Linked DNA regions of Danio rerio: region 1 is linked to region 2. Evidence: chromatin contacts called from public Micro-C data. All regions are on one chromosome and are shown on one strand. Each heading gives the region's core, a stretch centred on a gene start, on an enhancer-like site or on the middle of the called end of the contact. The rest is flanking DNA. Distances are from core to core; before and after follow the strand shown.

Region 1 (2,700 bases), core at 168-2,667, 180 kb before region 2:
ATAATGTAAATAAATACAGTGCAGAAATATCAAATATCGTCTTCTATATGTCTATTTACCAAGGCTATCTAATAAAAAAGAAAAGGCAAAAACATTGTCACATTACAAAGAAATGTTTTTTATTTTATTACATTTGTTAGTGGGCAGTGTCATTTAGTATCTAAAAAATCGTAGTTTAAACCTGAAATAACCAATGACACCAGCTGAAAAAATTAACATCTGTAGATACATATAGAAATATATTTTAGAACAATTTAAGCATTTAATATAAAAAACAAGTCATATTAAGTAGATATTTCTTTCATTTAAAACTACCCCTCCCCCACTTCTTCAAGCTGCCATTTTATGATACGATTTTAATGTAACATAAACAAAACAAACTAAAACAAATAGCAATTGTAAATTTATTACAAAAGACAGTTTATTTTAATACATAAGCTATTTAATGTGTCGCTGTGTTATTCTTGTTTTATGTCATTTCTATAATAAATATATAAGTATTAATATTATAATATACTATATAATATATCTGTCTTTGACAAACTAAAAGAAGACTTCCGTGTGATTTAGATTAGATTACATTTGCCATAAACAAATTATTTCTGCTCTGTATAACCGTCAAATATCTGCAAGTTGTTATCTGTCTATTTACCTAATAGTAATACAAATTTATTTCTAATCTATTAATACCCAATGTAATAAAATTAAAGGTGAAAAAATGCTCACAATAAGGAGAAATGCTTTATTTAATTACATTCGTTGGTGTAAGAAAACTGATTGATGTTAAGTCATTATGGCTATTTTAATTGACATTTTGTGAGTCGTTTAATTAATAATATAATATAATATAATATAATATAATATAATATAATATAATATAATATAATATAATATAATATAATAGTTTATACCTAAATGACAGCAGTTGTGTAAAGCTGAAGTTTACCTTGTAAGAAGCAGATGTGCGTCGAGGCGGACTGGACTTCAGACTGAAGGGCGCTGATGAGGAGACTGGCCAAACTCTCGCTCTTCAGGTCCCTCACCGACCGGCTGTTCTCATCCAAGACCACCACTGGAGAAAAGTCCCCGTTCCTCAGCTGGGCCAGGAGAGACTTATCCGCCACCAGCCACTCCAGGGACACCACGGAGCTCTTGGACCTGCGCCTCAGCATGGAGTTCCAGTTGACGTTGCGGGACTCGAGGATGTGCGCGCGGGAGAAACCGAGGAATGGCCGGCAGTCCAGCACGATGCAGCCGCCGGATGCGAAGAGCTCCGAGGGAGTCCGCAAAATCTGAACCAACTCACTGCCTGAGATCTCGAGAGGGTCGCCGATACCCATGATGCCCTCTCCAGACAAACAAACAGCCGTGAGTTGAAACGAATAACCTTCACAGCATCAACAGCAGCGCGTTCAGAATGTATGAAAGCGTTTTATATTTTACAACTATAAACAACAAATACAGGTGACACAAATCAATATTGTTCCTGTTATGTTTAATGTTACTTTAAAATGAACAGCGAGTTGTTTAATCTTTAATCCTCTGTATTTCTTTCAAAGCTTAGTTTTAAAGTCTTTTATTGGTGAGCAGATGTGATTCTACAGTACAGGCGGGGTTGGTAACAGTATTTGTATCGCGTCTCCTCTCACACAGCCACGCCTTCGTTTTCCACATAAGGAACCAACGTCACGCAAGGAAGCACCATATATGGCTTGCTGACCACAGCCGACATTCCATATATGGGTGCTGACGCGCTCTCCCCTCTTTTCCCACCGGCACGTGGTCGTTGGGGTTACCCGTGTTTTTTATGTTGTGACGTGAGTTTAAACAGTATTATAGAGTGACATTTGCATACAGTTTATGATGACACTTGTGTGTTTGCCTTTAGGGCTTTTGGGCAAGAGCACACGAGTTAGACTGTTTAAATTAGGAACATCAAAACCACGCGCTGAAGGCGATGATGCACTTTTTCATGGTTGAGCAAACCTTGTAATTTTGTGTGGGCAAAATACGCTGTGCTGCAACTTTCCATACAGGTGTACAGTTTCAGTGGGTGATGCAAGCTGGTAGGAGACAAGTGTAGCTAAAAAAAGGGAACAAAGATAGAAAAACATATAGGCTTTTATATATAGGCTGTATTCCCGAAGATGGGTTACGGCTGGAAGGGCATCTGCTGCGTAAAAACGTGCTGGATAACTTGGCAGTTCATTCCGCTGTGGTGACCCCGGCTTAATAAAGGGAGTAAGCCGAAAATGAATGAATGAATATAGGCTGTACACTAAAACAAATCATATGCATTGTAATAAAGTGTACCCATTGCTATAGCACAATTCAATAGTACTTTACTTAAACCCAAACATATTTAGATACCAAGTTTACATATTAACCGTGAAACAATTTGTTAATTAAATTCATAAAAGCAATATAGGCAAATGAATAATTGGTCATATTTAAATGTAAAGATATTGTTATTTTATTGCATTCAGCATTTATTTAATTTAGAATTATATAATCCAGTCCAAGGTTATTTACCTCACAGTGTTTTCAGATTACTGTACCTATATGTGAATGTGAATCTGATTATTAACAAAAAAATGGAGCTTTACAGTATATGCAATACGTGCATGTGCGGAAGAAATTGTCTGCAGTGTGTTTAGGTGTAGAAAATAATAGTATAGGTAATATAGAGTCATTTAATAT
Region 2 (2,700 bases), core at 41-2,540:
GCATTGCTTTAAATCAGGGGTCACCAATCTTGGTCCTGAAGGACCGGTGTCCCTGCAGGGTTTAGCTCCAACTTGCCTCAACACACCTGCCTGGGTGTTTAAGTATACCTAACAAGACCTTGATTAGCTTGTTCAGGTGTGTTTGATTAGGGTTGAAGCTAAAATCTGCAGGACACCGGCCCTCCAGGAACAAGTTTGCTGACCACTGCTTTAAATGATATTAACGAATGCAGTGTATTTAAAAAATGTTGAATGAATTTATAACCGCAAAAACATAAACAATGCCATTAATTTAATGAAGTTCAATGCTAAATAAACTAAGCTGCACCTGCCTTTGCCTTGATTTGCTCGCCAATGTCTTGTACATTGCCAGATGTTGGTTGAGTGACAGTATTAACAGTATTTAAAAATCTGACGAACTTATAAAACTAAAGAAATTACAAAAAAACAAAAGGTTATATTAGAAATGATGATATGTATGAAGATATTCAGACCACCAGCCCATCATTTTCCCTCTCTTCTCAAATGGAATAGTGGCCCAAGTCAAAGGTTAGAATGGGTCAACTAGGTCTGCCGTAGGCCCTAGTTTGGGCATATCTGCAATTCATTCATTTGTATTCTTTTCGGCTTAGTTCCTTTATTAATCAGGGGTTATCCAGCATATGTTTTATGCAGCGGATGCCCTTCCAGCTGCAACCCATCACTGGGAAACACCCATTCACTCTCATTCACACACACATACACTACAGACAATCTAGCATACCCAGTTCACCTATAGTGCATGGCTTTGGACTTGTGGGGGAAACGGGAGCACCCGGAGAGAAGAGTACATGGGAAGAACATGCAAACTCCATACAGAAATGCTAACTGACCTAGCCAAGGCTCGAACCAGCAACCTTCTTGCAGTGAGGCAACATCTACCCACTGCGCCACTGTTTACACTAAAGTTTGATTAAATAATATTCTTTCATTAAATTTTGAAGACAAGTGGTTTATAAAGTAGACATAAAATGCAAATGTTACTCAAAAACTTACCTATAAAAAGTGTTTACAAACAGGATACTGAAGACTCATTATAGAGCTGCATATGCACACTTTTAAAATAATATATATGAATATTTATTAACTTCTAGCCAGACTCCATTTTAGTTTGCTTTACATTTATCTCACACTAGTTAAAAAAACGTCTCAAATCCTTCTACAGAAATAAAATGCAAAACAAAATAAATAAATATATAAATAACCTGTGGATTCCGGAAGTGAGAGAGACGCGCATGTGCAGAACTGTCAAACGCAACAGCGAAAGACTGGAAACTCTGGCGCTAATGTCACCACCACCACCCCAACACTAAAAACACGACTCGACTGATGTGCCATTTACGACATTATTTACCTCTCAACCATGAGACCTCTGCTTAAACTACAAAGACGGCTCCGTCGTTGCGTTTTGACCGGGAATCTACTCTGTTTCGACGCTCAGAGCTGGGCTTGCTGAATGAAAACAGCCCCGCAGGACTTTCTGACAACCCGCCGACTGGAAAAATGTGATTCAGGAAATTCAGGCGTAGTTTCGCTCGTCCGGTTGTTTACACACTTTTATCGGCGGTTTTGTTTCTTCATAGCCGAATTACTCTGTCGGCCGCCGTTGTTTTGGGATTAAACTTAAACTCTGGGTGGGATAAGTGACACGTTGCGCGCTAAGCTAATTTAGCATTCAACTCGGGTGATTTAAACGCACGATAATCCGTTTAGAAGACGCTGTAGCTTTAAAAGACGCCGTTCAGAGCAAAGGATACAGGGGTAAAGTAGACTTGAATGATTGATTAAACTAGCGGTGGGACTGCGTAACGTTAGTTTTGATCTGCTTGATTGAGACGATCGAAGCTTCTCCGTAAATTCTCTTTATTTGGGATGCCTATAGACGGGTGTAGGTGATGTCCAGTGACTGAACTTGAGTTAACGTTAGCAGAGGATCATGATGGCTCAGCTGGAGAATGGACGTCTGTCTTCTGAGGACACCATGAGTGTGAGGACGTTGGGCAGTCAGTTTGATGAGGAAAGCTCCTTCGGGTCGGACTCTGAAATCAACGGGTTCACCAGCTCCAGACAGACCGACAAGTATGGATTCATCGGAGGAGCCCAGCAGTATTCAACCGAAATGTAAGTAAAAGTTATCGTTAGTATATTGGGTTTTAGATCGTGTCAGATTCTGTTTGTTTTGAGGGATTTGGGCGTAAGGCAGAGAGCTGGTCACGTGATTGGAGTGTGTAGTAGAAAGTATCCAACGCTCGGACTTTTAGTGGGTGTGTGTGTGTAAGGAGTAGAAAAGTGTTTGGAAGGAGCATAGTTTAGATTCTTGACACACAGTTAATCAGAGGAATTCAAAACAAAGGAAACTGCGTGAATGATTTACTGTTACCTAATCTGTTTAATCTCTTGCGTATGTACGTGTGTCATGTATGTTTGTCCCACAGTCCAATAATAATAAACAACAATAATGTCAATTAATAAAAACTGCATTCATTTTCTAAAATTTGATATATGCTCACATGTGTACCCCTTAAAAAAGTATGATGTAAAGCTGGTTTTGTATTCAGAACTTCTCCTTTATAATATAATTTCAGAAAAGCATTCTTTGCCCATGTAAATAGCGAAATCGTATTAGCAGCCAATGATACTACTCTGTTCTCCGCTGTTTAC

The links. Hi-C and Micro-C count contacts between places; a contact is called where the count stands out from the background.
Region 1: a Micro-C map of caudal fin shows a contact between it and region 2, with 3 times the contacts expected there. The contact joins the promoter of dusp2 here to the promoter of tbc1d10aa in region 2. A contact is called at or near these places in 2 of 18 Hi-C or Micro-C datasets (caudal fin and an unstated tissue) and 1 of 4 datasets of contacts at active chromatin or transcription factors (embryo).

The regions. Positions count from the first base shown.
Region 1 is chr8:49,068,796-49,071,495 of GRCz12tu, reverse strand. dusp2 (dual specificity phosphatase 2) reads right to left here and starts at 1,417. Exons shown (of 4, transcript NM_001003451.1): 1 at 947-1,417. The coding sequence starts at 1,340.
Region 2 is chr8:48,887,397-48,890,096 of GRCz12tu, reverse strand. tbc1d10aa (TBC1 domain family, member 10Aa) reads left to right here and starts at 1,290. Exons shown (of 10, transcript XM_073910987.1): 1 at 1,290-2,160. It also overlaps a transcript of gck not described here.